4 separate regions of the Mus musculus genome follow, and regions 2, 3 and 4 are each linked to region 1. The links are chromatin contacts, called in public Hi-C and promoter capture Hi-C maps. All regions are on one chromosome and are shown on one strand. The core of a region is the stretch at or near the end of the contact, and the rest is flanking DNA. Distances in the headings are between cores, read along the strand shown. Region 1 holds the start of Arhgap11a (Rho GTPase activating protein 11A). Region 2 holds the start of Kif18a (kinesin family member 18A). Region 3 holds the start of Lin7c (lin-7 homolog C (C. elegans)). Region 4 holds the start of Spred1 (sprouty protein with EVH-1 domain 1, related sequence).

Region 1 (8,000 bases), core at 3,220-5,719:
AGACACACTCATCCTCACTGCTCCTAACAGCTTTCTCCAAGGCTACCAATGCCTTTCGCCTCACCAAATCAACCAAATCACCAGATCAACGTGAACCCACTGTCTCCTCACACATCCGACCACCCCCTGCTCTAAAGTGTCCTTTCCACTATCCCTCTGGCTGTCCTGGTATCTCCCTGAATTACTGGTTCTCAGGCTCCTTCTAGGTGTCCCTTCTTGATGTCTACATGTGGAATGACGTGAGCTTTGTTCTCCTTTTTTGAAGACGAAGTTTCATGTAGCTCCAACTGGGGCTTCACACTTTGCTGTGAACTGCAATTCCTCCAGTCTCCAAGCGCTGGCATTACAAATATTAGCCACCATGCCTACCTGGCTCAGGGCTTGCTCTATCCACTGTCTCTCCACAGTGGTGACTGGTACAGCATACATACCTAGCATCCTTTTTTCCCCAAAAAACAACATCAAGCTTTTTTCACTCTAATATTTTCCTTTGGAAAAACAGAATCCTTCCCTGTCCTTATAATCAGCCTCATGTTAAGGGGTGGAGGTTCAATTTTACCAACAAACTAATCTCAACCAATTTGAACTTGAAACTCAACAACCAGCACCAAAAAATTAGAAAGTACACCAGCTGCAAGCAGTGACATAGCTGTACTGACAGTGATTAGATGTCAGCCCGAGGAACAGGGTGACTGGCGGCTGGGTTTGTGTTTATTTCCAGGCAGCCAAGAGATGACAAGAGCGTCACCCATTCCTCCTGGGTCTAAGACTTGTCACTGTTATAGCAGCAGGAGTATGTGTATGTGCTGGTGTCACAGCACCCACACTGGAGGCCAGAGAACAAGTCTGTGAAGCTGCCTTCTCCTTTCACCTTTACACACGGGTTTGGCAGCAGGCTTATGCTGCCGGCACCTTTACCCACTAAGTCATCTTTTAGCCCCATAATAACAGGCAACACTCAGAGAGGAAATAATGTGGATGTAAGCAAATGTACACAGCAGCTGTTTTGAAACTATTTTTCAAACCAGTTTGAGATATTCTCTCCATTTTGAAGTCAGCTTACCTTGGAATGTGTCCAAATTCTGGAACGACTGAATGAGGCAAGGAATTAAAGGGTACTCCAAATACCTTACCCTAAAATGACAAGCTTGGTTATTCATAAACTCAGGCATGAAGGAAAATCTTTAACATTAGGCAAATAAAGATCTTAGGAATGAAAACGTTAATAAACTCCAAGCTATCAATCAACCAATACAGAACAATTAACTGAAGTACATTTACTCGCAAGTAACTCCAAGAATTATGCTAGATGTTTTGAGTAAAAAGACACCAAGATTAAAACACTGCCTTCAGATACTCTAGCGCATTCAGCCAGTCATTGACCTCATTAGTGCTTAGACCAGATTTATTCCAAATATTAACCCTTCCCTACGCGACACATTTCTTCAGTGACCTTATTTTTACTCCTCTCTAGTCATCCTACAAATACCAATTTACACAAAAGACCAAGTCAGCTGGTAAATCAAGCAGTAACTCCTGAGTTCCTGCCGCATCTGAGCACTTGTTAAAATGCATCAGATGTGGGTATTTGAGACCTTGATTTTTACCTTTTCCACGCTGTACAGCAAAGTGCTTTGCAGCTATGTCCTGAGGTACACAAGACCAAGATTGCAACATTTAAGGCAATTTTCATTTAGCTACCTCCAGACTCACTTTTTAAGAACATACATTCATAGTTCAACACCAAGGATTCCCAAAGTACTCTCCCGGTTTTGGTGCTTTTTGCCACTGTGCTCCTACTATGAATTTCTTAAAACCATGTCACTAATTACAAAGCTGTGGCTTTACAATGGATTGAAAAAGTCAAGCCTGTATATGCCTGCACACTCAAAATTACGTCAGTGCACCTAACTCCTGCTGGTTTAGTTGAGATGCACCAGCTCTCCAGATTGCTTGCTACTCAGGTCCTTCTGCTGGAGAGCACCATGAGGCATTGCTGATTCAACCCAGAAATGAAATTTTACTGTCCTGTCTCTAGCGCTTGGCTTGTTTGACAAATATTCTAAGCAAAATGATCACCAAGTCAAGAACAATTAAAAATTAGCTCCCACGGGCAAGACTGCCAGCTTTCAAATGCTAGCTTTGTCTAACTTTTAGCTGTGCAATCTTAATCAAGCCATTTAACATTCTCTGTCTCTTATATCTGAGCCTGGATCTTATGTCACTGTGTTATAGGAAATTTGCATCTCATTAGATTGTCACTAGCATTCACAGATGAGTTTATACCATACAACTGTTAATTAGGACATGGGTAACTATCATAGTTGGAAAGGAGGCAAGTGAAAGGTACTGTGTCAGGCTTACCTACAGAACTTACCAGGAATTACCACTTTATAGAACAGAGATGGGAGCTTAGTGAGCATAAACAAGCAGTCCACATTCAGTTAACTGCAAAGCGCAAGTCAAACTCCTGCCTGTCTCTAAAGGCAAGGGTCGGGATTTGTTTGTTAAGGAATGAAAGAAAAACAGCAAATACCCATTTTTAAGGTTGTGGAAAGCCAGTTTTACCAACAGAAGTATCCACCGTAATTTTTAACCATAAACAAACATTAAGTCAGTGTGGTGATACACCTTTCTAATCACAATACCAGAGAGGGGGAAATTGGAGGATCAAGAGCTTTAGCCAGCATCAGTTAGTGAGTTCAAGGCCAGCCTGAATACATAATACAAAATTATGGAAACTTTTTGTCTTCAAATACTACAAAGTGCTAGTAATAAATTACTCACATACCTTTGTTTTGTTTTGTTTGAGACAGGATTTCTCTGTATAGCCTTGGCCTGGTACTCACTCCCTAGACCAGGCTGGCTTTTGCCCTCCCAAGTGCTGGGATTAAAGGAGTGTGCTACCACCCAGCTCCTACTTACTTTAAAATGACTTATTCAGTTTTTCACAAAGTCTTAGAGATAAGATCTCAACCCAAATCTCTTGACCTCTACCACTAAATCAAAAAAACAGCTTATTGGGCCAGTGACAGTTAGACGAGTGAAGCGTTTGTTGCTAAGCCTGACAACCTGAGTTTGATCTCCAAGGTCCACAAACAGGAGAGAATTCATGCAAGTTGTCCTTCTGACCACAGATGCATGGCATGGCATGGCATAGCATGGCATGGGTCCAACAGTGCACACACACAAAAGTAACTGGGGAGCAGGGGGTGGAGGTGAGGATCCTGAGACTTTAGCAAAAGTGAGTGATTAAAACAACACAAAACAAAAAACTTCAACCAACTCTGGTTTCTCAATTTGCTTGTTAAAAAAACAGCTTTGTTTTGTCAAGGACAAATGTTGATGTTGGGTGGGTAATGTCTACTCTGCTAAAGAGATCAGAAACTGCGAAAATGTCGGGCAGCAGGCCTCTTCGTAAATTGCTGGATACAGAAGGATCCTATGAAGCCTATTTCTAAACTTGGCCTGACTGTCTCCCTAATGATTCGTTTGAAATGTTCTGACTGCCCACCCCAGCCTGACAGGATAGTGTGTTCCCCTCCCCCACATACTGCTTGTTTAAAACACGACAGATTACCAGATCGGTGGCACAGTATTTAAGTAGGGAGCCTGGTATCCTATTCCTAGCACTGTAAAACAAAACAAAAACCCACGGCAACATAGGGAGGCACGTCTGATCATCACCACCGAGACTGCATTCTAACCACGTGTCTTTCTTATCCAGAATAAAATGGGTATGCCCTTGTCCCAACACGTTGTAACTTACCTTTATTTCCGTAGCTGCAGTTTCATGTCTCCTGCGATCGCACTGACCGCGGCCACCCTTGACCTTAATGCCATAGACAGCTCGAAGCTGCTGCAGCAGGGCCAATCTGACCAGTCTCTGATCCCACATCCCGAACACGTCGCCTACTCTCCGAGGCCGACTCCGGGTCCTGACTTTCTTTGCCACCAACCAACTCTTCCACTTGCCAAACGCCCTCAGGCTCGCTCTGCTCCGCTGCCTTCCAGCCACCTCTGGCACTCTTCCTCCACTTTCCCTCGATCCACTTACACAGACCTTCTTCTCTCGCGCCTCTCTTCACTCTTGTTTCACTTCCACCAGCCTTCTTTCCGGGTCGCTCAGCCCTGTCAGTTACTTCCACAAACTTCCCTTTTTTCTGACTCTTCCGTTTCCCCAGACTAACGCCTGCAGCTAGTTTCTCGCTTCCGGACACTTCCACTTATCCTCTTCCCCGCAGGGTGGCCTTCCCCGCTCTGATTTCTTGAGATGGAAATGCAACCTTAAGCTACTCCCTCCAGCCGGGCCAGCCGGCTGCTCAGGGATCCCCAGTCCCGGTCCCTGCCCGGGCTGGTCCCCGCCGTCACCCCGTCTCACACGCAGCCTTTCCCCTAGCCCATCAGCCTTGCCTGTGGCCCCGGCCCGCTAAAGCTTAGTGACTCGGCTCCGCCAGCGCCCCACCTTCTCGGCACACATCAGACCCGACGCGACCGCACCTGAGCAGTGGCTCAAATGCCAGCGCCAAACAGCGCTCCGCATCCGATTGGCCCGCTCCTGTTTTCAAAATGAGGACCCTTTGGGGTGGCCAGGAGCTGCCTGTCTAAAAGGTTCCGGCAAAGCCGAAAGCACAGCGAGCGTTGAGATCAGGGTTAAGAAATGTGAAGAGAGTGAGTTCCTCTTTCTCTTTGCCTATTTCTTTGGAAGAAAAATGTCAAAAACGTGTTCAAATATGTTTGCTTTGCTCTTCGGACAATATACTTCGGAGATCCGAATAGACAGCTCATAACCTCCCCCCACTTCCGCCCTTTCATTTCTCCACTAAAGCTAAAGGTCCCGTCATAGGGAAAACCGATTCTACGGAAGGCGGGAGGAGTCAAGTTTAGTTATGAATCACAAACGCCGTTTGTTGTTGTTGTTGTTGTTGTTTGTTTTGTTTTGTTTTTGAGACCCGGACCCAAGGTCTTAGAAGGGAATTGGAACTGTGAGCCATTGGTCCTTCTTTGGGAGACTGGTGGTATTATTAAATTTTCTTACATAAGGTAATTAAGGTAATTAAGCACAACAAAGATGACTTGTCACGAGAGAGTAGTGGAGGAATACGGAGCTGTAGGAGGCAGCTGCAGCAATAGTTTACCTCTGTGGGACTTGGTTAAAGGACCAGAAGTCCTGTTTGCCATTGCCATTACTGAAACCTCAGCTGTCTGATTTAAATGCATGACATCACCTTCTCCTCTTGTTTCCCAGAGCTGCCTTTCCTTTTCCAAACACCAGTAATCCTACTCTCTCTCTCTCTCTCTCTCTCTCTCTCTCTCTCTCTCTCTCTCTCTCTCTCTTTCTCTCTCTCTCTCACACACACACACACATGAGAGAGAGAGAGAGAGAGAGAGAGAGAGAGAGAGAGAGAGAATGTGTATGCATTCAGTCATAACTATAAAAATAACTTATGTTGTGTATATCCTTCTCTAGGCCACGTTGTTCTGGTTCTTCGATGGCTAAGAATTCCTTTTAAGGTGCTTAGGTTAGCTTTTGAATATTAAATAGTGCTTTCTATTTACATCCATGTATGTATGCACTGGATAGTTTTTATGTCACCTTGACACAAGCTAAAATTATCTGAAGGGAGGGAACCTCAAGTGAGGAAAATGCCACACGTTCCAGCTGTAGGGTATTTTCTTACTAAGTAATTGATGGGGAAGACCCATCCCATTGTGAGTGGTGCCATCCATGGGCAAGTGGTTTTCGGTTTTGTAAGAAATCAGTTTGAGAAGGCTATAATGAGTAAATCAGGAAGTAGCACTCCTCCATGGCCTCTGCATCAGTTATTGCTTTCAGGTTCCTGTCCTGTTTGAGTTCCTTTCCTGGCTTCCTTCAATGATGGACAGTGATGTGAATATATAACGCTAAATATCTCTTTCTTCACCATGTTGCTTTTGGTCAGTGCTTCATCACACTGATAGTAACTAATTGGGAACAGAAGTTGGTCCCAGGGAGTAGGGTATCATTGTGACAGGCTTGGCCATGCTGTTATAGGAATATGGTAGATGTTAGGACTTTGGACTAGAAAGGTAGTTGAACATTTGAAATGGATATTACTGGGTCTTCTTATTGGGAACATGGAACACAATGGTGCTGAGAGCAATGTAGATGATGATGGCCCAGCCCAAGAGGTTTCAGAGAAGCAGAAGTGTTTCAGGGTATTTGAACACATTGTGAAACCCAAGATTGTGAACTAGAAAAACCTTGTGGTGTGGCTCAGCCCTAACACACACCTTTAATCCAGAGCTAAATAAAGTCAACCCTAGGTCAAGAGGCAAAGCAAGTAACCAAACTGACAGGGAGTGAACATAAATAAATAAACAGAAGCGTCCTTTGAGTTGAAAGGTGCACCATGGAGAAAGAGAAAGGCTTTTTCCTTTTGGGATGTCCCTGAGTAGGATGGTCAGCTAGGTGCGTTCTCTGCCATTCGGAGTTAGTAGGTTTTTTGGCTCCTGAGTCTTCATTTAGTAAAACAGGATGATTGAGATTTTGTTTTTAAAACAACAAAAAATATTATGACATTTTGTGGAAGGATGTGTCTGCTTTCTGCCTTTCTCAAAAAAAAAAAAAAATCTGCCCAAGGATAAAAGGTTTGGATTAGTGGCATTGACCAAGAAGACTGCAAGACAACTTAGTATTGATTGTGTTGTGTGTTTATTAGTGGTCACTCTTATGCAGATATATAATGAAAAGGAACAAGCTGGACAAGGGGAAGTGCAAAATGTACAGTTTGAGAAGAAAAGAGAGTGTACTGGAGCTAAGTCTAGTGCTCCAGGTGATAAAATGTTTAAAGAAAGCCTGGTGGTAAATAGAATAAAGGAAGTAGTGACTTTAAGGAAAGGTCCCACCCAGATAAACTTTCAACTTGTGAAAAGGAATTAAACAAAAGCAAAGGACCCCTTCAATAACAGAAAGTTTATGTAAATGTAATTGAAGAAAGGGTACACAGGGATTCTTAACTTTAGCCATATCATTCTGGCTTTAGAATCAAGGATACGAGACAGGAGTTATGGAATAACTAAGGAAAGTCACTAGGGCCAGACATATGTGGAGGATGTCTCTACATGGATGCCTAGAGAGGCCATTGTGTGAAGTTGTTGATGTAATCTGAATTGTGTTGGAAATTCCAAGATGTTGGAGATGTCAGAGTTATGGGAGTCCTGTCAAGGAGAGCTGCAGAGCTGGTGTGGAACCAGCCCAGGAGAGAGAACAAAGTGCGCTCCTGTCATTCAACAAAACTGAAAGGAGTTGAAGAGCTGAAAAGGGCTTTGATATCAGGCATAGAGACGTAGCATTTGGAGTTTGTCCTGCTAGGTTTTGGTCTTGCTTTGGTTTAGTATTTCCTCACTCTGCCTCTTCTGCCACCCCCTCTTTTTGGAATTGTAATGTATATTATGTGCCATTGAATGTTTGATATTTGTGATCTGCTTTTTTTAATTTGGATTTTATAAAGGGTTACAGTTAGCCAATTACCTTGAGTCTGTTGAAGTCCGCCAAAAGACCCTCACTCACAGAGACCAACAAGAGGTTTTTATTATTTGATCCAACATGTTGGGGAACCTCCCCCCCCAGCACGCAGGCAAGAGGAGAGACCCCAAACAAACAAAGAACACACTTTTTATACCTTGTAAGGAGCAGATTTATGCAACAAGGCTAGCTGGCTTATTCTAATTGGTGCAGCAAGTAACCCTTTCAGGCATTGGTTGGTTTGCATAGGGTCACTACCTTTGGCCTAGTCCCTCACTCTGCCTGCCCTTATGGTTTTTTTCTCAGCATTGTTTAGTCAGCCAGCTTCCTTATCAGACTCTGCACTTGGCCTGCTAGTATAGTTTGAAAAGTTCCTTCAGAGGGGGAAGGGGCTGAGTGGTCTTGAATTTATTTTGGATTCTACAAGTCTCAGAAGAGACTTTTTGAACTCTTTTTTTTTCCATTTTTTATTAGGTATTTAGCTCATTTACAT
Region 2 (8,000 bases), core at 1,622-4,121, 4.6 Mb before region 1:
AACAATTACTATTAGTCCCGAGAGGAAAAGTTACAAATCTAATTTTAAAGCTAGAAACGCGACCTAGGGGGCTGGAGGCGGGGGCTAAGGCGGGGAGGGGGGGGTGGAAAAGGGAGGATGCGCCCCTTAGTCAAAGGATCTCAGCCTTCCCTGGCCAATCTTAAAAGTGAAGGGTGGGAAAGCTGGGGTTCTCCAAAGCCAGGCCGGCAGTACACCGGAGGGGACGGGGGAGGGGCTTATTTCCTCACAGGCGGGGGATTCACTCCCCACAACCTCAACACCAAAAGTGCCCTGTCTCCAACCCTGAACTAGGGACTTCTCCTCACCTGAGGCAACAAAAACAACAAAAAAAGTTGGGCCGGCCGCGATGCTAAAACGCAGAAGAACCTGTTTGCGTACACCTAAGTCCCGAGTGGGGGAAACTTGTAAGAACGGACAGACGGCCCTCGTCCTTCCGTCGGAGCAACTGAAGTGTGTCTGCCTTTAGTTCCGCTGCTCCCAGCACCTACTTTGAAAGGGTGTTGTGGGTCAGGGGTTTCCAAAAGATCATCCTGGAAAAACAAGATCTCACTTTTAAGGGTTTTGGGGGGTTTTATTTTGTTTGTTTGTTTGTTTGTTTGTTTGTTTGCTTGCTTTAAGAATTGTTTTGATGTCTGGCGAAAGTTTAAATGTAACTTTCAATTTTCTGTCTACTATAAAATAATGGCTCCATGCATCATCCAATTTCTAACCAAAGGTGGAAATTTCAACCTTCTTAACCCTGTACTTTTGGGAAGTTCCGGTCCCCTACCCCGACTCTTTAATTTTGTTAAAAAGCATGAGGTTCTCTCGTCCTGTTATTACTTCTGCCAAATTCATGAGTTGACAACTGCACAATAATAGTATTGGTTGTATTGTTAAAACCTCTCTGTTTTAACCAAATGTATGATTCCTGGAGAGTATGGATCTCATTAGTGGAACCCTGCTATCAAGCAAGTGCAATGCAGAAGTGAAATTAAATGGGTAGTATTGGGATTACATGTGGCGACACTTGTAACACTAAGAAGCCTATATAGTGTGAATGTCAAAACAAGACAAAGATGGAATGTACATGCCTACTTAGTCATTTACCAATATAATTTTTCAAGATAACAAGATAAACATATTTTCAAACTAAATTAAAATATATTATAGTCACTTGACCTAGAAAGTATTTTAAAAACAAATGGCTAATTTTGACTTGGTTTCTTTTACAAGAGAAATACTTCCCTATAAAAGTTTTTCTAACACTTCAGTTTTCTCCTAATAAAATCAAAACAATATGTTTATATCTTATAGTCTGTTTTGAGAATAAAGTAAGGTAATGTTTAAGGGGTTAAAAATATGCCTGAGACACCAAAGGTCAAGCACTATATATGGAAAGAATATTTAAAACAAAATGAACTCTCCTCATTTTTTTTTTTCGAGACAGGGTTTCTCTGTGTAGCCTTGGCTATCCTGGAACTCACCCTGTAGAGCAGGCAGGCCTTGAACTCAGAAATCTGCCTGCCTCTGCCTCCCAAGTGCTGGGATTAAAGGCGTGTGCCACCACTGCCTTGCAAACTCTCCTCATTTTTATTACCAAACCAATGTCACAAAAATGATGATGGCATTAGTTGGTACATATACTATAATAAGAAATAAGTAGTCACTTTATTGACGCACTCTCCAGGGCTCAGAAAAAATTCATAAAACAAAGAATAATGTATAATTTGCAACTCTCCTGATTTTCTTCAGTAGATTTAAGACATAATCATAATCTATGGGATTTCAACGTAAAAATGTGACTAATAGTACTCTGCACTGCTGGGTGTGGTGGCCTATGCCTTTAATCTCAGCACACAGGAAGCAGAAGCAAGAAGATCTCTATATGTTCCAGCCCATTTGTGTCTACATGGCAAGTTCCAGGCCAGCCATGACTACTGGGCAAGACCTTGTTTAAAAATATAAAATAGATTAGATAGATAGATAGATAGATAGACAATAGACAGACACATGCATAAATCCTCTGCCCTGTAACATCCTATTTTTACAGAAATCTAAACTCCAGGAGGGAAGGGATGCTGACTTCAGTGTGTACTAATATGCTCCTAAAATCTGCAAGTAAGAGTTGCTTACTAAATAGAGTCATATAAACAATAACAATGTAATTCAGATCGTACTACTAAATTTTTCTAAAGGGTTGAGAATGTCAACTGATAAAAGGCTTGCCTAGCCAACAATACAAATATAAAATACCCTGCCAATTTTTTAATATTCCCTATGTTTTTAATGCATTTTTCTTTCTAATGTATACATTCAGAAATAATGCAATCTGAAACAAGAAGCCCATGATCCAATAATGTGACTAGGCCAATATATTTAAGTGATTTTTAGTTTGTAAGGTCATACTTGGAGCATGTTAAATGCTGGCAAATAGCAAATATTTTCGCAAATACCAAATATTTTTAATCAGTAATAACGGGAGCAGGCCAGGAAACCCTGACAAAAGAAGACTTGGGACTTGTAATTAATTCACATGGAGGCACCATACCTTCCAAAGCCTGAGTCCTAATCCTTGGGAACTTGACTAATCAGAAAGGGAAAAAGGACAAAATAACCCAGGCCCTTTTACAGGCCCGCAGACTCCGCCTCTCCCCCTAAGAGAAACATCACCCAAAGCCCAGGGCACCCCAGACCCTAGGACTGTGGCAATACTAAATATCCCAGGTGGCTGCTTCCCACCTGCACCGCCGCCCGAGCTCCGCCCACCTCCGTCACGGCTGCCGGAAACGACCGCGCGCGTTGCCACGGCGACGCCCAGGAAAGTAACTTCTCCTCCGGCATCTGAGGCCCAGCCTCTGGCGCCAAACTGCGAGTCGCTCAGGAAAACGTCTGACGTGCTGACGTCATCCGAACGGCAGCCAATGAGATGGATAGCTGGGGAAGCTGGCTTGGGTTTGAATTTGTGGCTGTGTTTGGAGCGCCTGGAAGCCAACTCTGCCAAGTTGTGACGGTCACTTCTTGTAGGTGAGTGAGGTGGGCGCTGTGTCTGGGGACGCGTGGGTTGATTCGAGGGTCGCCGGAGTGGAGGATCCGGTGTCAGGCGACAAATTAGCTTTCGGCGGGCGATGCAGGTCGAGGGTCCCCTCGGTATTGCGGCTTGGAAAGACCCGGAGCTACCGAGTGTGCATGACAAGGCGAGCCTTTCTCAGCACCGAGGTTCTAGGCTTCGCCACTGAACCCCGAGGGGAAGCTGGTCCCTTTCTCAGACTTAAACTGAGGACGCTCACAGTTCAGCCTCCTAGAGCGTGAGGTTCCTTCCGGATTCCAAATTCAGAGTGTCCTGCTTGGGCTGCACATGGGAGTGTGCGACTTCTGGGCTTTACTTCATGGGAGGAGCTTTTGTGCAGAGAGGCTGTCAGGTCAGTCTGGAGCCCAGTTGTAGCCTCAAGCAAAACCGGCCCTGACTGCTCACCTGTGATGCTGAAGGTCACGGAAAAAAAGAAACAAAGACAAAAAAGTGCCAGGAGGCCAGAAAGCAGCCTCTAATCCTGCAGTTTCTGCAGCCTTTTCAGCAGGAGCTCATTTGCCTTGCCTAGTACAAAAAAAGCCAATGCTGACTGTTGCTCATTATAATATGAATGGGGATTACTGGAGTAGAACTAATTTTGTTGGTGACATCAGTCCACTTTGTCCAGTTCCTACCTTGGGTTTTGGAAGGTTTTCTTGACCTTTGATGTTAGAGAATATGAATCCCACAGAGCTAATAAATAGTACTTGCTATTGAATTCAGTGTATGAAAAGAACTATTTCAGTCAGCAGGAATGATTTGCCTTGAGAGGTATTCTCATTGAACCAGTATTTACAGATATTTAAGATTTTTTTATTTTAAAGAGCATTTTGTCCCACTGTAGTTATACTTTTCAATAGACACTATAAATTGACTATGCTGTTAATGCTATGAAAGGCAATAGAAAAACAATTGGCCCACCACCAATACTGATAATCTTCCCTCGTGTTAGTAAGGCAGTCAAATCAGTGACTGACAGAAAGGTTTAAGCCAGATAGAAACTGTAAATGAGGCAAGGTCCCTGTTCTAAACCATGTCGAATCAGAATTTTCTACCTGAGTTGGGAATAATTCGTAGCTATGTCATTGTGCTTCTATACACCTGTTTGGAAGCATTTTCTTTTTCTCAGTCATGAGATTTGGATTTGTAGCTGGGTCCGCTTTCTGTCATATTAGTAATAACATTTGGAAACATTACTAAGTTCCTCCGTATGTGAGGCAACCTTGCATAGTTATTATGCGCGTTGAATGACTTGGGTATGAAGTGTCTGCCATGGTTCCTGGCAGAGAGTAACTCATGTGAGCATCACTGTTACCACCATACTGACCTGGGGAAAGCCTTTCAATCATATTCATTAAGAATACTTACTGTATGGTATCAGAAAAACAAAAGGAAAAAAACCAAGTTACATTTCATAATTCACTCCTTCCAGGAAAAACACAGAGGTGAGCAGTGATGGGGAGTGGGGTAATAGATTCTAATCCAAACATACCAACTAAATAACAATTCACAGGAAGGGGAGTGCATGTTGGCAGACTATTAATTTATTGCTGCAGTCATTACGTGATATATGTATAATGACAGTGTATATCTAGAATGTGTAGAATCCTTAATGCCACCTAAGTATTTTTATTTTTTTTAAAGGAAGTATATAATTTTAATTTTTATGTAGAAAATTCTCAGGGCCTATACATGAGTAAATTACCTTTTGGATTCTATGTATTTTTATATACTTTTATTAATTTAATTATTATTTATATTTGAGAACTGTATAGGTTTAAAATAATAATCCTATTTGCCGTCATTTCAGCATTCTTTTTCTTCTTATATTTCCTAACATATAGATTAATCATACAATTTTGTAGCAGGAAAGGCTCTTAAATACCATTTGCTCTTTAGTTTGAATATTGCCAGTTAGAGCCCCTTCATCATCCTCTTTTATACTCAGTCTTTCAGGAATGGATCAATAGTCTACTGTAATCTATAGACTTACTTTATTCCCACCAAAAAAAATCTTACCACTGGCTCTTTTGTTTCTTCTTTAACAGCATACCATTTAAGATGGAATATGACTTAATTGATCAGGGTCTATACTGTTCTCAAAGCATTGTCCAAAAAGAATTTGCAAATCTTCATCCTATTCCACAGATAACAATTATCTGTTTCATATTAAACATGGTCTTTGTACTTGATATAGAATCAACTAGATACCAGACTTTTAGCCATGTTTGAAAAAGAAAACATCACTTTAATGTAGGAGAAGGGAATCTTTGCTTTCTGGTGCCCTAGCTAAAGAACAAAGAGGAATAGGAAATAAGATCAATCTTAAAATCTGTAGCAGGTTGAGACACAAAGTTACACTTGACATTGTACTTCTTAAAACTCCTTTAAGAGACTGTCAAAATTTCTTCTCAAGTATCACTTGAATCCTTACTGCATTTTAAAATAACTATAGAAAGTTCCAATTAGCTTTAAACTCTTTAATCCTCATTAACTATTTTAAAAGCTTGGTCCCATCCTTATTCTAATTTTATCGTTTTAAACAATGAAAGATTGACCATAATTTTAAAGAATCATACATCTTTCCTACTCTCTAAAGTCAAGAAAATGAATAAACCATCTTTCCTCCATGCTAGTGTCGGAACCTAAGACTTGTGCCCTCCCACAGAGCTCCACTCACAGTCCAATTTTCTTATTAGAATACCTACAGCAGACAGAATAATCAAAATGTAAAAACCAGGCACTGTGACACATCTGTAGTTTCAGCTACTGAGGAGGCTGAGGGAGGTCAGATTAAACCCAGGTACTGAAGACCAGCATCTGTAACACTGAGACTATCAACACAATGAGATATACATGTAACATGTCTTTAATTTTTGTTTGAGTATTTCATACATGTTTACAATATGTTTTGATCAACTTTACCTGTAACTTCCTCCCATATCCCCATCATTTTTGCTCAAAACTTTTCATGTGCTTTTTCAAAATAACCCGAGTCCAGAAGTTTATGTGTGAATATACATTTAAATTTATTACATTTTATTTTCTATGTGTGTTTTATGTGTCTGTGGGCATATGCATAACTGTATGTGGAGATCTGCTGACAAGTTATAGGAAGCAATTCTATCACGTGAATCCCAGGAATGTACCTTTATCCATTAGGCCATGACACTGGTTCCAGAAATATATTTCTTAAAGGTAAAAAATATTTCAGATAAAATTACATCCAGGCATTTGAAACTAAGCACTTATAAAAGAAATAAATGATTGAATTAAATTCACCATGCCAACAACTCACCTTCAGTCTGCACAAGCTTATTGCTCTCTCCGACTTTTGGACTGGCCACCTGAAACACACACCCATGGCCAGCAAGGTGGCTCGGCAGATAAAGGCACTTGATGCCAAACCTGATGATTTGAATTCAATACTCAGAATCTACATGAAAGAAAAGTCAACTCCTGCAGTTTGTCCTTACTTGCGTGGAGTTCTTTGTGTAGGAGTGAGCCTGTATTCATTCTGCAGGTGATGTTTAGGGAGTCATGTTGGCTAGGCTTTGTGGTTTTAGCCTCTCATATTCCTAGGAGACAGTCTACTGCACACTCCCTGATTCTTGGGCCCTAATAATTTCCCACCATTTCTTCCTCTGATTGCTGGGCCTTCAGTGTGTTAGTTCTATAGATGTAGCCATTGGGACTGTCTCCATTACTCTACTTTTAGATTGCCTGTAATGTTTTATAATGGTAGTCATCTGTGCAAAGAGATTGCTGTGTGTATAAGATATTTACAATGTATTAGGGGTTATTCTCGGTTAATAAAATGATTGTAGGTTCTCCTCCAAGATCCCTGGGTAGTTGGTTAGGTTTTCAATATCAGGCATGATCTCTCTCTTGTTAGTCAGGCTATTGCATAGTATCTTATCTGTACACATCCTAGGACCAACTAGTTAAGCGTTTTATTCAGAGCTTGTGCCTCAGTTACTTAATCCCTATATTTGAAAATATTAAATCGAACAGACCAAATACCATCTTAACATTTTTCATTAGCCTTTTTTTTAATGAAAATGGATCTCAAAATCTTTACATAGTAACTTTATCATCTTTAAATCTTTACTCAATTGTTGGTATTTCCTGCTCTTTGTTGTTGTTAACTAACAGATAATAATGGAATATGTTTGTCGAATACAATATGACATTTGGCATCTCCATTGTCAACTGAGCAAATTGATATAAGGAATATATCCATCCCCTCATATGTATTTCTTTCCCCCCCTTTTTTATTTAATGTTTTTCATAAAATATATATTTTATTTATTCACTTTGCATCCCAACTGCCCTCCTTCTGTATCATCTCTCCTCTCGTTTCAGTCCCACCCTTAAAATTTCCTCTCCCCATTATCCCCTTCTCAGAGAAGGGAAAACCCACCCATCCCGCCTTGGGTACTACCCAACCCTGGGATATCCAGTCACAGCAGGTAGTTCAGTTAGGGGAAGGGGATCCAATGGCATGGAACAGAATCAGAGACAACCTCCTTTCCAATAGTTATGGGATCCACATCTGCTACAAATGTGTAACAGGCCTAAGTCCAGCCCCTGCATGCTCTTTGGGTGGTGGTTCACTCTCTGGGAGCCCCTGTGGGCCCAGGATAGTTGACTCTGTATGTAGGTCATCTTGTGGTGTCCTTGACCCCTCCAGCTCACTCTATTCTATCCCCAACTCTTCTACAAGATTCTGATGTTTAGCTATGGGTCTCTGTGCATCTGTTTCCATCAGCTGTTGAATGAAACCTCTCAGGAGATGATTATGCTAGGCTCCTGTCTGCAAGCATAGCAGAGTTATCATTAATAGTGTCAGGGGTTGGCTCTATACATGGGTTATGTCTCAAGTTGGGCCAGTCATTGGTTGGCTGTTCCCTCAATCTCTGCTCCTTCT
Region 3 (8,000 bases), core at 2,418-4,917, 4.0 Mb before region 1:
TACGTGCCTGGGCATCACAGATATAAGGAGAGTGTCAGACTTCCTGGAATGGAAGAAAATTTTTACCTGTGCTCTACTGTTCTGCCTCATTATGTCTTAATGACCCTTTATAAGCCAACTGTCATCCAGTTTTAGTGGATCCTCTTGCTCACAACTTCCCTTGGGAAGACCAAGTCCCCAAGGCTGCACCATGCACAGAAGTCAGGGTGCAGTTTCTGAGACATTGTTGGCTTATTTTCTGTATGATTTTATTGAGGTGGCTTAGGTAGAATTCTCCCCTGAGCAATAGAGACTCCAAGGCCTGACACTATTACATATGCTATGTTGTACTTCCAGACAGTAGTCTAGCATGGCTGCTCTCTGAGAGGCTCAACAAGCAACTGACTGAGACAGAAGCAGATAATTACACCCAGCCAATGGTCTGAAGTCCGGGACCCCTATGGTTGAATTAGGGAAAGGCTGGAAGAAGCTGAAGAGAAGGGTGACCCTATAGGAAGACCAGCAGTCTCAACTAACCAGAACCCCTAAAATCTCTCAGACACTGAGCCACCAGGCAGCATATACTAGCTGATATGAGGCCCCCCAACACATATACAGCAGAAAACTGCCTGGTCTGGCCTCAATGAGAGAAGATGCTCCTAACCCTTGAGAAACCTGAGGCCCCAGGGAGTGGGAAGGCCTAGCAGGGTGAGGTGGGGTGGAATGGAGGTATGGTGGGAGGAGAAGAATGGGATGAGGAACTGTCAGACCTGGAAGGGGATAATGGTGGGATTATAAAAAAATTAAAGATAAATATTAAAAAGAAGAAATGTGGGTAGTCATCATCTAATCTATCTATTTGACGATCTAGATACTACAGAAGAGCATACAAAAGCAGCCTTCTCTCTTGTTAAACTGAGTCATATACTTCTGCCCTTAGCCCAGCGGTTCTGATCATGGGATCACCAAACACAAAGTAGGGCTACCCGCATTAACTTCTGTTTTTTTGTTGTTGTTTTTGTTTTTTTCTTTGTTTGTTAGTTTGTTTTTTACCTGTGGCTTTGTACTGAGACTACTACTGTCTTCTTTCTCATGCTTCCATCTTGCAGGCCACAGATCATGATATATCTTATCTTTCATGATCACTTGAAGCAATCTTTACAGTAAGTCTGTGTTCCATGATTGTACACACATGTGAGTGTACACATTCTGTTAGTTATGTTTCTCTAGAGACAATAATGAAACAAGTATTCTAGGGTCGTCTTAATTGGTTCTGTTTTCTGAGTGCTGAGACAACTGCTCTGTCACTAAGCTACATCGGCAATATAACTTCCTAATTCTGATGGAGCATGTTTCCTAGTTGCTTTTGAGAAAGTATGTATGGAAAGTAATTTTTTAGAAGAATTTATATGTTTAGTATGAAACTGTGGGGCTGGGGGTTAACCCAGGATATCAGACATGCTAGACAAATACTCAACCACTGAGCTATACCCATGCCCCCTAAAACGTCTTTCAGTATGACTTCTCTCCTGATAATTTTATCAGCTTAATAAGTTGGCTCCTTCCCTTTAAAAAAACCACACATACCTGAGAATCATAAGTCAGTGGTAGTAGCACACTGTTTATGTAGCTTAGGCTGAGGTCATACTGGATTAGAGTAGGCCCCTGGTCTCCTCCCCTGGTCTAATAGGACTGGTCTCCTTCTAAGAAAATGCTCAGACGAAAATAATAGTGAGACTGCCATGTGAGTATGAAAACAAAGACTGAGTGTGATGGTTGGCATATGTTCTGCCCAGGAAGTGGCACTATTAGAAGGTATGGCTCAGTTGAGGCAGGTGAGGCCTTGTTGGAGTAGGTGTGTCACTTGTGGGTGTGGGCTATCACAGCAACTTCCTAAGTGCCTGGAAGTCAGTCTTCCACTTGCAGCCTTCAGATGAAGATGTTGAACTCTCAGCTCCTCCTGCACCATACCAGCCTGGATGCTGCCATGCTCTTGCCTTGATGATAATGGACTGAACCTCTGAACCTGTAAGCCAGCCCCAATTAAATGTTGTCTTTGTAAGACTTGCCTTGGTCACGGTGTCTGTTTACAGCAGTAAAACCCTAACTAAGATGCTGAGTAGCACAAGTCAGGAACACCAGAGACTTCCAGAAAACTGCTAGAAAGCCAGGCAGAGACAAGGAAGGGTTCCTGTAGATTAGAAATGAACATAGTACCTTTATTCCTGACTTGTAGCTCTCAGATTTGTGAGGCAATTATCTGTGGTTTTAAAACATTCCGCTTGTTATACTTCACTATGGAAGCTCTAGAAAACAAGGAGGGAATTCTAGTTTGAGAATTATTCAATTTTCTGTAACAGTTTTATAGCTTGCAGAGTCCTTCCAGCTGTGTTAAGGAAAGAAAGTGCATCCTGTTTCAATTTCTAGTCCTTAGAAGGTGACCTTTTATTCTCTGGAAACTTTTATGGTCTTCTGCGTAAGCCTGGAATTCTGGGATTTTTTGTGTGTTTATCATCAAAGACATGGAAAAAGACTACTCCAAAGGAGCAGAAGATAGAGATAAAGCTCAGATTTGTGTAGCTTGTACAAGTCTGCAGATTCGAGTCTCTGGAAAAGTAAGTAATGTGTAACCCCAGCTCATAAGAATAGCTCCTGTCAGCCAAGAAAACCTGTGTCATTTGTATGGAGCATGAGGAAGCTTGAAGGCTACTGCCCAGTGGTGGGATTCAACTACCTAATAACAACATGTAGAAAACTGCAGTTCAACGGAAAGAATGGGTCACCTGCAACCAGCTATTAAAACAATCCTGTCGTGCAGGTGTTACAAACTTAACACTGGACTATGATCTTTGCTACCCAAATCCAAGTTTCACAAAAATTATTTCATTGAAATTAGTGACTAAAAATATTTGGGTCCACCAAGTCTTCAAGAGTGGCCCTATGAGGATCTGGAGATGACAGACAGTGCTGTTAGGAGTACTGGCTCCTTTTCCAGGGGTCCTGGGGTTAGATTCCCAACACCCACAGGGCAGGTCTCAACCATCTGTAACTCCAGTTCCAGGGGAATAGATGCCCTCTTGTGGCCTCAGGTTTGTAAATGGTGCAGATATACATAAGGGCAAAACACCCATTAATATAAAAATTCTTACAAATTACAAAATGTACCCATAAAACAAAATCTATGCTTCATCCTTCATTCACAAGCAGATTTTGAATCGGCTAACTAAAAACAATACTTCGTGTATACCAAAGCGTTCTCTCCCGGTTGTTTTTTTTCCCACCTTTCTGCTCAAAGAGAGTTTTAGATAAAATTCGAATTGTAAATTTTTTAAATTAGATCAAGCTAGGATATTAAGAATTTATAAGAGGACTCGGACATGGGGAAACCAGCCTAGACGGTCAGAGGCTGCCGTCGGTCGGGTAAGGGCCGGAACTAAGGTCCTGACTTCCCCGAGGCAGGGGACACTCGGGACATCGGTTCTTTTCAACCTCAGGTTGTTGGAAGTGGACGAGCACAGACCCACGAAAGGAGGCCACCCGTCGGTCGCAAAGCGTCCCCGGCTACCGCTCTGCGTAGTTACCCGCATCCTTCTAGCTCTCGCGTTACTACCATCCTCGCCCTTCCGCTTTCTCGGCCTGGTCCACCGCGGCCCCTCTGTCGTCACTTCCTGTGGGTCTGCACCTCCGAAGAGAAGATGGCGGCGCTGGGCGAACCTGTCCGGCTGGAAAGGGGTGAGTGCGGCGGGGGTCGCGGCCGCGGTGGGTGGGGCGGGTCGAGACTACGAACCGCTCTGCCTGCGGGCCGGAGCGGAGGCAAGGTGACCCGGACGCTGAGCCCCGGAAGCCCTCGGCGGCCTCGGCGCCGGGCGCTGCTCGCGGGGGGCGCTGGCTGGCGTTTGAAAGCTCGCCAGAGCCGGCCGTTGAGGCTGGCGGCGGGCACAGCACGGCTCAGCGGCCTGCCCACGGCTGTAGGCACGGGCGCTCCCTGGGTCCGCACCGCAGCATCGGCTTTCAGCTTCATAGACCCTAAAAGCCGAGGCCACCACGCAGCCCGGCACTGTCTACGGTCAGTGTGCGCGAACAGATCAGTGTGGCCTCTTGGCCTGGTTCTGCCACTTGGCCGACACAGACACATTCCCGCAGAAACTCCCTCGCCCCCATTTAAAACTCAGACTCCTTCAGTACTGTGACCACAGCCTCCGGGCTTTGAGTTGCTCTTTCCTAACTTTCGCACCCCTCCAGCCACGGAGAGGATGCTTACAAAAACAAAAACAAAAAACAAACAAAAAAAAAACCCTCCAACTGACTTGATCTTGGGAAGGAGATTACATAACTAGGTGGAGTAGTGATTTGATTGTAAGTCACTTTTAAGTGCCATGCAATTCCATACTCATAAACCCTACACTTGGAAACCTGGTTGGTTGATTGCTTCTTAGAGCAAACAGCCAAGAAAAACCAACCCGATTGAAGAGAAGCCTGTGAAAAGACTCTCCCAGGGTCCAGTTGCAGCTTTCCAGTATTGTACTCTGTTCTGCCCCAACTTAAATTTCAGACAACTGGAACAAGCTTTGTACAATTCGGTAGTCATAGTAACCAGAAAGTACCAGTTAAGCATTTCGAGTGCTGTTGGCAAACATCGCCTGGGATGGAGTTTGACATTGCATATATTTAGTATTCACAATTATAATCTCAATATCGTCCAAGAAGGAAATCATTTTATAAAATTTGTGTATGTAATAGAACCTCTTTCCTCACACACTGTGCTGATTATGATTCGTTTTGCTTTTTATTGTAGTGACCATGGGAGCCTTTTGTTTCTTTTTAAATAAATGAACTTGTTTGTGACAGGGTAGCTTGGGAAAGAATAAGGTAGGCTTACAGCTGTGTCATTTTCCCCTCAAGTACTACGGTGTCAATGTGCTTTGAACACATTGTTACACAGGAACAAATCTGTTGGTGTTAACCAGAAGAGTTGCAAGTTTCAAACAAGATGGCGTTCTTTTGTATCTTTAAATGAAGCACAAAATGTGGACCTTTTCCCTCTGACATCTGCTTTTTGCTGTTAGGAAGTTTTTCAGTTAAACAGTAGAAAGCTCAAAATATTGGTAGGAATGAAGTCCTAGTTGGTTTTTGCCAGTTAGCAGGATAAGCAAGGCAGTTGGTGTCAAGTCCGATTCTGATCAAGAATTCTAACAGACCTAGCATATTCTCAAAAGTTCCACAGTACAATTCCACAGCAAAATACCAGTACATATGACCAAGTTCCTGTTTGCTTCAAAATCATCAAAGCACAATTCACTGGTGCACAAACTTAATGAGCATATATTTGGTATAGAGTGTTTAACTCATTTCTAAGTGTCTCCCTTCTCTCTACCCTCTCCTATCTCCTCTTTTCCTTCTTCCCACCATGTTGTATTGAGTTGAGAGCCTTGTACATATTAGGTGAGCACTCTGCCACTGAGCCGTTTTCCCAGCTGTATATGTAGGATTTTAATGTGGATAATGTATTGTGACTGTAAATCAACAACTGCTGAAACAACATTTACTAGCCATTCTGGTGGTGGGACATCAGAGCAAAGCTGGTCTGTTTGATTAACTGATTAATAGCAGTTTAAACTTTTATTATCTAAAACTGAATCAACTTTTTGCTTCTCTACTAAGTTTATTTGGACTTTTTCATAAACAAATGCAAAGTCCTAACTAATTCTGTGAAGTAAATGCCTGGTATTTTGTTGTTGTTGTTGTTGTTGTAGTTGTTGTTGTTGCGGGATTAAAGGTGTGCGCCACCACGCCCGGCTAAATGTCCGGTTTTTAACGTGGCATGAAATCAAAACTTTCCTCTAGTTAAGTCAAAGTATGCAAGGATCAGAATATATAGGATAGTATATAGACTTATATAGACTCTAAGGTATCCTAACCTTTGGAGCCAAATGAGCACAATTCAAACTTACTTAATTAAATTTAATTAGAATTTACTGCTACTTAATTAGCAATAAGAATATACTGAGGCTGGGGTTCAGAAAAACCTTAGGAAAAAACTCAGAACAGAGATTGTGATTAATAGTGTTATAACATGAAGTTGAGTTTTCTAAAGTTCTTTGTTCACATTTTTTACATTCCCAATGACAGTTATCTAATATGCTAAATGTGTCTGTGTGTGTGTGTGTGTTTGTAGCTCTTTCATATTTTTTTCTTTTTAAGTTGTATATGTTGGGAGACTTTGGAGAGGGGCGTGGCAGAAGAGGGTGTCAGGTCCGTGGAGGTTTAGGTAATTGTGAGATGACCAAGTGGGTGCTAGGATTCAGGAAGTGCTGAACTATGTCTTTGGCCCCTAATACTTTAATATTTCTCTGTATAGCCCTGGCTGTCCTGGAACTCACTCTGTAGACCAGGCTGGCCTCAAACTCTGAAATCCGCCTGCTTCTGCCTCTCAAGTGCTGGGATTAAAGGTGTGCGTCACCACTGGCCGGCTTAATATTTCTTAAAATTAATCCATACCAAGGAGACATACATCTGTGCTTGTGAAAGCGTTTTATTTCCTTTCCCCATATGAGGAAGGCAGTATTATTGCTGTTTTACAGTGAAAGACCATAAAACAGGCTAGGAAACTTTTCTGAGGTCACAAGCATTAGGACCAGGTTGATAAAGCTATTTTCGTTTTTTCCTTTTCCTTCCTGTTTTGTAAACCCTATCTGGACATGTCTGAGTTAAAACACTGTTAGCAAACCTCTCAGTTAGCTGCATTTCCACATGTTACTGAAGAATCTGAAGGTTCCCTTCAGGAAGTCAGCACATGGTCTCTTGGGTTTTTATTGGGTTTTGGTTTTGGGTTTTTTTGTTTGTTTGGGTTTTTGTTTTTTGTTTTTCTTCGTTTTTTGTTTTTTCCTGCTTTGGTTACAAATGAGTTGATCAGGTAAATTTTTATTGACTAAGTATTTTAGCTTTTCTTATCTAATGTAAAGATTTTTCCCCTTCTACCATTTATTCTTCATCTTTGGAGAATTTGGGGATTTGGTTGTATTTTGCTGTTTCAGTTGGTTGGTTGGATTTTTTTATTTTTATTTTTTGGTTGTTTTGCTTTGTTTTTGAGGCGGCATTGAAGCACAAAATGGCCTTAACAGGTGATGGTCATCCTGCCTCAGCCTCTGAAGGGAAGAGTATTCATACTGGAGACAATGCCTGACTAGCCTTGAGTTCATTTAACCGCTATAAAGCTCTAACGGAATGAGGAGAATCTTTAGCAAGAATTTTCACTTGTGTTTTGTTTCCCTGTAGATATCTGCAGAGCAATTGAATTGTTGGAGAAATTACAGAGGAGTGGAGAGGTGCCGCCACAGAAACTTCAGGCTTTGCAAAGAGTCCTTCAGAGTGAGTTCTGCAATGCTGTAAGAGAGGTGAGTTAACGTAATCAGTATTTTCTCAAATTTTGAGTTACTTAGCTACAGAAATACACTGAAATTTGGATTCAGAAATATTGTAGAGAATAAACTAGTACCAGACATGGCAGAGCACGCCAGTAATACCAATACTCAGCAAGGTGGGGCAGGAGAAATTCCATGAGTTACATACAGGCCAGCTATGAGCTTAGGCTACATAGTTACAGACCTACCTGCCTGAAATACAAAAGAGAAGAGATGAGGGAGGGAAGGAAACATTAGAACTGGTACTTCCCCCCCTTCACCCTCCCCCCCCTCTCTCTTTTTCGTTTTTCTGTGGAATTTTTAGCAGGGGTTATAGCATAGTCCTTGTCTAACATGTACAAAATCCTAGATTCAGTACCCCACCACCACCATCAAAAAGAGAACTTTCTTTGAAATTTATAATAGAAAGCATTACATTTTATAAAGACAAATAATTGTTTTGGGAAAATTTTAACATATTAACTTTGCAGAGGACTCAAACATAGAGTGTTTTGCAGGTATACGAACATGTTTATGAGACGGTGGACATCAGCAGCAGCCCTGAAGTGAGAGCCAATGCAACTGCAAAGGTAAAGGGGAGAGATGGCCTATGCCTGCGAT
Region 4 (8,000 bases), core at 2,583-5,082, 3.3 Mb after region 1:
CCACTGGGACATATCTTTTGTATTTTTATACTTCAAAACCCAGGCACTAGGCTCTGAGCATCCTTGTAAGATCACTTCTGTTCCACAGTTAAACAATATTTTAATGTACAATATATATTAAACTGGTTCTGTAAGCCAGGCAGTCCTTGAACTTGCAATCCTCTGACCTCAGCCTCTACATCAGCTCGAATCATAGGGGTGTGTCAGTCAGGCCTAGAATGATTGAAACTTGAGTGGGCAATATATAATATTAAAGGTAAGTAAGATCGTCAACTACTGGTAAGTGGTGGGAACTGCAAGGTCCTCTTAAAATGGACACAGAAGGATCTTAACTTAAAAGAGTTGGTAGCTTGACCACCACCTACACATTCATTTAGGCTGTTGACCAGTCTCTCTCTCTCTCTCTCTGTATGTATGTATGTATGAATGTATGTGTGTGTGGACAGCACATTACTTGGTGTAGGATAAAGACAGTTTTCTCATGTATGTATGTATGTATGTATGTATGAATGTATGTGTGTGTGGACAGCACATTACTTGGTGTAGGATAAAGACAGTTTTCTCATGTATGTATGTATGTATGTATGTATGTATGAATGTATGTATGTATGAATGTGTGTGTGTGTGGACAGCACATTATTTGGTGTAGGATAAAGACAGTTTTCTCATGTATGTATGTATGTATGTATGTATGTATGTATGTATGTGTGGACAGCACATTACTTGGTGTAGGATAAAGACAGTTTTCTCATGTATGTATGTATGTATGTATGTATGTATGTGTGTGTGGACAGCACATTACTTGGTGTAGGATAAAGACAGTTTTCTCATGTATGTATGTATTATGTGTGTGTGTGTGGACAGCACATTACTTGGTGTAGGATAAAGACAGTTTTCTCATGTATGTATGTATGTATGTATGTATGTATGTATGTGTGGACAGCACATTACTTGGTGTAGGATAAAGACAGTTTTCTCATGTATGTATGTATTATGTGTGTGTGTGTGGACAGCACATTACTTGGTGTAGGATAAAGACAGTTTTCTCATGTATGTATGTATGTATGTATGTATGTATGTGTGGACAGCACATTACTTGGTGTAGGATAAAGACAGTTTTCTCATGTATGTATGTATGTATGTATGTATGTATGTGTGTGTGTGGACAGCACATTACTTGGTGTAGGATAAAGACAGTTTTCTCATGTATGTATGTATGTATGTATGTATGAATGTATGTATGAATGTATGTATGTATGTATGTATGTATGTATGTGTGTGTACAGCACATTACTTGGTGTAGGATGAAGACAGTTTTCTCATCTTACCCAAAAGTCAGTTCTGATGATTTCTGGGCTGCACAGGAGCCTCAGACAGCTGTGTCTCCTCAAAAGAGAAAGCTGCCTTTGCAAATGGCTACCTTTGTCCTTAATCATAACTCTGATGGTTATCACTGTTGATGGCTTACCAAGGGCCAGGCCATGTGTCTACTGGGGTGCACAGGAAACGACAGATGGTTATTTGTTGAATGACTGAACAATGCCGAGTGCTTTTCAATTAACCTTCACATGCCATCACTTTGACATGGGCTTTAGAACTTCTGTTTTATAAAATTATAGTGAGAACTGGACATACTACCACCTCAGAATTTGTACTAAGTGCTTTATGTGTGTTGCTAGCCCATCAATCCATATAAAAGCTCTGTGAAATAGATGCTTATTAGCCACATAAACTAGACAGAATTTAAGTGAGTTACTTAAGAACAGGCTCTGGGCGATCAAGCTCTCCCCTCCCACCTCAGTACTGGGGATTTAGCCGAGGGTTTCAAGTCTACCTCTTCCCACTCCAACCCCGGGCCTTCCACTACAAGGCTAGAACTTTGGCCCCCTTTTCATTTTAAATTTTTATATTGAGACAGGGTTTTGCTAAATTAAGGAGGCTAGCCTTGAACTGGTTCTGTAACCCAGGCAGACCTTGAACTTGGAATCCTCCTACCCCAGCCTCCACATTAGCTGCCAGTCTGGCCCGGATTTAAACATGAGCGGGCAAAGCCAGTTAGTACCTGGAGAACAGACTAGCACCTACACTCTGGAGTTCAGGTTCTTCACATCCTAAGATCAAGTTCAAAATGGTAGGAGTGGAGATCTCTTCCCACGCTCCACTCACTCACTCCTTTTTCCCATCCCCACTTGTTCCTAAGATGAACAATCCTGCAGACGCGGCTGGAAGTTATATAAAGAAACCTCAGTGATCCACGGTATGGGTTTTTGGTGCACGGCTGGCTGGGTTAGCGCCTTTATTCCTTCGTCAAACACACATTAGGCACTCTTATGTGCACAGTACTGTTAGCACATTAGTGTGTACTCATTCGGAGGAGAGCAGCAATTCTGAGGCTTCCTGGAAACCTTTGGCTGAAGAGTGACGGTTTCCTTAGGAGGCCCGCTGGACTTCTTCCCTTGGAATTGTTCTATCTCTCAAGGTGGCTGGAACAGGAAGCTTCCTTCCCCGGGGGTTAAGTAAACTTGAGAACAAAGTGAAAAGCCTATCGCAAAACCGCCTAGGGAGACGCCACAGGAACTTAGGAGCGCTAGGGAGTCAGTCCCCCAGGCCATCTTGTGTATAAGCTGACTTCTTAGAGACAAGATAATAGAATTTATAGAGCTAGGAGTTCCTAGCCCTCCGGTCACAAAGATCCCAGGCTCCAGCCCTCAACCTTAGAAGGTTCTTGTGCAAAAAAGATCTTTTGGGATGATTGCATACATTGTCCTCTGACAATGCAAACGTGACAGCTGCCTATCCAACAACCGTTCCGCCTCTGTTCGCCAAAGTTCGTGCCACACAGGCTTCTCCTGCGCTATAGTTATGCAACCTCGCTCGCAGCGGGAGTTATTTCCTGTGCTGCTGGATGCGCCAGATTCATGTAACCCGCCTACCCCGGGCTTCAATGGAAGCCGTTCTCCATTAACAAGCACTCGTGCTTCCAGAGATGAATGCCCAGCATTGCATGCTGTTTGCGCAGTGAGGATCGCGCTGCGAGGTATTGAAACCAACTCTTTCTACACACACACACACACACACACACACACACACACACACACACACACACACACACACACATCACACGCACACAACTACCCTTGTGCAAGAAGCAAGGGAACTGCAGCAATGCAACTAGAGGGACAGCAGGAGGAGCTCGCTTTGCAGTCCTGGCCTGTAACCCCCACTAAGAGATGAACTCATGCCAGTTCCATTCTTTGCAAGAAAAACACAACACACGCGCGCGCGTGCACGCGCACTGAGCAGTACGGAGTGGCCTCCCGATTTCTTCCCCGAGCACACGGTGTGCTGCCCGCTTGTCCCGGCAACCCGGATATCCCAGGCCGAGTAACGGGGACTTGAGCGTCGCAACAATGCCAGTCCCGGAGCAGCTCGGCTCACAGCTCCCACCCCCGCCCCCTTTCCTCGGCGTGCCAAGAGTTTGGAGCGCGCGCACGCACACGCGCGCGATGCAGTGCAGCGACATATCCCTCCGCCACCCTCCTCGCCCCGCTCCCGCTGCCCGACGATTTGGGAAGCGAGGGGAGGAGGGAACTACTTTCCTGAAACTTGTTATGCTGCCCACGATCCAGAGCTGCAGTGATTCGACTGCGGGCCGCGGCTTTTAGGTTTCCCCCCGACCCCTCAGAGGCCCCGCGCCTCCGGCTTGCAGCCGCGCCCCACGTCCGCCCAGCCGCACCCGCGCGAGCCCCGGCGGCCCAGAAGTCGCGAGGGACTACTTCGCCTGCCTCTCCCGCGGGCGCCCCCGGTTCGAGCGGCGGAAGGAGCGGGCGGCGTGAGCGCTTCCGCCGCCCCCCTCGCGGCTCCCCTCTCGCGGGCGTGAGGAGCGGGCCGCCGAGCAGCGCTGATCTCGGCCCTCGTCGCCGCCGCTCGGCACTGTGCCCTCGGGCTCCGACGCTCGCCTCGCGCCCTGCCTGCGGCCCCTCAGCTGGAGCGCGTCCGAGGCAGCCCCTGAGGGCCGACCAGGCGCGCCGCGCGGGCAGCCGGCGGCCAGGCGGGAGATGGTGCGCGGCACCTCGGCGGGACCGCGCCGCCTCCCGCAGCCAGCGCTCGGCTGCCCCCCGCCGGCTCCCGCCGCCCGCCCGTCGCCGCGCCCCTGAGAGCAGCACCGCCTCAGCCACCGGCCGCGTCCCCCTCAGCGCCCGCAGTCGCCCGCGCCGTCTCGGCTTCGCACTCGACCTCGGCGCGGCAAACCGCTGGGGTCGCCACGGCCGCGCTTGCTGCCGCCGCCCCCCTGCGGGGGTGGCCGGGCTGCCCGGCTCGCGGGGCACCGCTCCGAGTGAGGCATCCACCATGGTGAGGCCCCCGAGCCGCTGCCCGCGCGCCCCGCCGGCCGTCGTCGCCCGCCGCCCCTCGGTGCCGCCGCTGCCGCTGCTTCCCTGCCTGCTGTTGCTCCTCCATCTCCTGATCGGATCACGGTGAGGGAAAGATGAGCGAGGAGACGGCGACTTCTGACAACGAGTAAGCGAGCCCTGGCCTGGTTGAGCCCGGGGGGCAGCCCCCTCCCCCCAGCCCGTCCCGCCCGGGAGGTGATAGATGCCCGATGTGTCGGGCCATTTTCTTTAATGGCAGCACCCCTTTTCATTCGTGCATTTTCGCCTCTCTGCTTGGGGAAGGGTATCGAGTGCAGTGCAGAGGCGGCGTAGCAGTCGGACGTCTCCGAGACAGAGTAATAATGTGGGTAGCTCAAAGTGGAGTAGAAACTACCCTTTGCCTGCCCTTCACTCCGGCGTCAAACCCGCCCCCCCTCCCCAAACACCTTGAACATCCAGCCACCCTGCCTCTACAGCTATTTCGCTCGGAAACTAATGTGTGGGAGCACCTCCAGCCGCAAACTGCTCTTGAATCCTAATTCGATGACTCAGTGACTCCTAAATACCGATTAAGCCTTCGCCCCCCGCCCCACTTTTTAAACTTATGACCTATACTATTCTAGTAAAAAGATAGGGTTAGGGAAACATTTTAAGAATTAAATAGGATTAAGGACACCTGGAGTGTGGGCGATGTTGAGCTATTGTGTTTTTTTATTATTATTTTTTTAACCTTCGAGAGTATTGAACCCGTCTTAATCAAGAACAGAGTAATTAAAAATTTTGAATGCTAGGGTTTGGCTTCCGTCTGTGATAAAGTACGGTTTACATTGCCGAACGCGTTGGTGACTTCATCAGAGCTTGATCCATAAGTTTTTGCTTTTTTGGACTGTCCTTAGGTTTTCCAAATGAATCACCGTGCCTTTTAAATATTTTGCTTTAATGTAGCAGCCTCTTGAAGGAATAATGGGGCTGTAAGAGTTTCCTGTTGAGAGTTAATTTGGGGCCGAATTTTGGTGTCTGTTTTTTCTGTAATTGAATTCAATTTTTGTTTGTATTTGGAGGGCTATGAAGAGTTAAATGAAGTCTAGTCCTTAGGATGCATTCCTTTAAATAAAGTGCATTCCTCAAGTCAGATCTTTTCGAGAAGGCTTTAAAGGCCCGTTTACCATAAAATAGCAGAAAAATGCCGAGCAACGCCCCCCCCCTTTGAAAAGCACGCATTGAGGAGCGGGTGTGGAAGGAGGTGGATTGCTGCAGTCAGTGCAGTCTAGAAGCAGAAGTGGCCGCCATGTTCTCTCTTTTTGTGAATCGCCCTCATTTGCATAGCACACTTCATTCATAAAAAAAATAATTAAACATCCATCACCTTGGACAACTTGAAAGGCTTTCCTAAGAAAACCACTCGAAGCTTGTTTGTCCTTGTGTAGATTTTTGGGTTCAGGAAGTGAGGAGAATTTGAAGTTTTAGATTAAAATTTGGAACATACGCGCACACACAAACAACTACCCCAGTTCTCAGAATGTTGACACAGTTATGTGGGAAATATCAGTTCGGGGAGGTGCTGGGATCACGTGATCGCCTCCATTCATAAAATACCTGGCTGTCCATTCACAGTGCAGTACACTGTCACTGCCTTCCGCAGACTAGATCTATTTTGAGCCAGATCAAGAACCCTGTCTCAATGCTGGGCTGAGAAAAACTGCGGAAATGCTGAAGGGAATGACGGGAACTTTTATTAGTATCTTGCAATAAAGCAGCTGGGATAAAAATCTTATGATCTATTTTAGAGATGGGGAAAGATGTCTTACCATTTTAATAGTTTAGAAAGTAGTATTGCCTTACTTCGGCCAAAGAACAAATGATGGGTGTAGATTAAAGCAAATGTAGAATATATTGTTTCAAAACAGGCCTTTTTTTTTTTTTTTTTTTTTGGTACTATAGTAAATTGAAAGTGCAAGTAAGTGTATGAAAGAGATCTCAGTGGATAGAACCGTTGTTGAACTAAAATGAAAAAATATTAATGATTGTTTTAATTCTCAAGATACTGATGCTTTCAAACAGCCCCCACCCCACCTCCAAATGTACTTATGGGCAACTGGGAAATTATTCATTCAGATTTTTAAAATTGTTTTCACAAAGATATACTGCCATATTAATACATTGTCCTGAGGAGCCTTGTAACTGTTAGTTTGGGTAGTAAAAGGGTGATCTATTTTAGCATGTATTGTCCTCTGAGAGCTTTTTCATGGGGCAAAAATGGGTGGTGGTGGTTAATGAACGTGAGGAAATGATTATGTTCATCTGCTAATAGTGGCTGCTAGACCTGACACTGTTTACTTGAACCTTGGCTCTGCCACAAAGTGGATTTCTTGGAATGTCCCGTTTAATCTGGTCATTGTAGAGCTCATCTTTAACATAGGAGGTGAAGTTTTGAAATGAAAATTCATTATTTGTAATCACACATTAGGAAAAAACGAGAGATTCAGTAGAGCCCTCGTGGGCTTAGGTTTGGTTTAAAATGGCCTTGTTTTAATTTTGTTCTTTTCTCTCTTTTCTTAAACTATCCTTCATAGGGATTTGATTACAGTAGAAATTATTCCTAACACTTTATTGCTTCATCTTTTTCTTTGTTTCTAGCCTTTTAAAGAAGATGACTATAATCAATTTCTCGGAAGATCGTGTTAACTTCTAAAAATTGACAGCCACTATGCTAAAATGTAGTAGGGCCTTTTAGAGCCCTCATTTTGAAAAACCGTTATTTGAATTTAGATTTTGTGTGTGTGTGTGTGTGTGTGTATAAATAGGTAACTGAGGTACTTACATATCTAATCAGGAATTAGTGGAAGATGTATTATATAAAAATGTAAAAGGCATCTTGACAGTGATAAGTCAAATGAGGGAAAAATGAATGAGGATAGGATGAAGCCTTAGATAATCGTTTCAAATTCATGTTTAAAAATAAGATTTTTTAGGCAGGTCAGATGGCTCAGCTGGTACAGGCACTTTATACCTTGCAACCTCATGACCTGAGTTTCATTTCAAGGACTTACATGGTGGAACCTGTTCCCACAAGTTGTACTCTGACCTCCATGTACCTCTACATTCAAAACAATCACACAAATAAATGTACTAAAACATTTTTAATTAGATTTTTCAAAAGACAGTAAGCATACTTTAGAAGTAGACTGCTTTATGCCACAAATAAAGGAACGAGCAATATAATTTTATTTTTGAGGTTAATACTTTATTTTCTGATGCTCCAAATATTTCCAGTAAAGATGTACCTTATATATAATGGATTAGCCTTTTAAATACAAATTTGAACTCCTAAGTATATATTATGGAATGCATAGGGCCTTGGTAATTTGTTGTTGACTGCGTATAACACTGCATGGCCTTTGCCAGTCTGACCACAGTACTGGGAGGAGTCAAGTAACTGTAAAACCAAGCATTTTGTTTACTGTGTGCACATCAGTCAGAACCGCCTGCTGTGCCAGAACTAGGCTTTTTAATAGCAAGCTAGAATTTACAGTAATTTTAGACTTTTAATTAAAATTGGATCACTTGAGATAAATTTGTTGTAGTATAATCTATGTTAGAACCATTTTTCCTGTCAAAAGTAAATTTTGT

What was found. Promoter capture Hi-C pulls out the DNA fragments that hold promoters and counts their contacts. Hi-C and Micro-C count contacts between places; a contact is called where the count stands out from the background.
Region 2: a contact with region 1 is called in a Hi-C map of cardiomyocytes, with 10 times the contacts expected there. The contact joins the promoter of Kif18a here to the promoter of Arhgap11a in region 1. A contact is called at or near these places in 1 of 39 promoter capture datasets (pre-B cells) and 2 of 484 Hi-C or Micro-C datasets (CD4 T cells and cardiomyocytes).
Region 3: a contact with region 1 is called in a promoter capture Hi-C map of pre-B cells. The contact joins the promoter of Lin7c here to the promoter of Arhgap11a in region 1. A contact is called at or near these places in 1 of 39 promoter capture datasets (pre-B cells) and 1 of 484 Hi-C or Micro-C datasets (B cells).
Region 4: a contact with region 1 is called in a promoter capture Hi-C map of pre-B cells. The contact joins the promoter of Spred1 here to the promoter of Arhgap11a in region 1. A contact is called at or near these places in 2 of 39 promoter capture datasets (hematopoietic stem and progenitor cells and pre-B cells) and 1 of 484 Hi-C or Micro-C datasets (B cells).

Annotation. Positions count from the first base shown.
Region 1 is chr2:113,844,192-113,852,191 of GRCm38.p6, forward strand. It overlaps Arhgap11a (Rho GTPase activating protein 11A), which reads right to left and starts at 4,470. Exons shown (of 12, transcript NM_181416.3): 1 at 3,770-4,470; 2 at 1,064-1,134. The coding sequence starts at 3,898.
Region 2 is chr2:109,277,867-109,285,866 of GRCm38.p6, forward strand. It overlaps Kif18a (kinesin family member 18A), which reads left to right and starts at 2,872. Exons shown (of 17, transcript NM_139303.1): 1 at 2,872-3,027. It overlaps Mettl15 (methyltransferase like 15), which reads right to left and starts at 424. Exons shown (of 6, transcript NM_029790.3): 1 at 327-424.
Region 3 is chr2:109,887,211-109,895,210 of GRCm38.p6, forward strand. It overlaps Lin7c (lin-7 homolog C (C. elegans)), which reads left to right and starts at 3,668. Exons shown (of 5, transcript NM_011699.3): 1 at 3,668-3,711; 2 at 7,255-7,373; 3 at 7,898-7,969. The coding sequence starts at 3,675.
Region 4 is chr2:117,117,239-117,125,238 of GRCm38.p6, forward strand. Spred1 (sprouty protein with EVH-1 domain 1, related sequence) reads left to right here and starts at 3,833. Exons shown (of 7, transcript NM_033524.3): 1 at 3,833-4,518. The coding sequence starts at 4,487.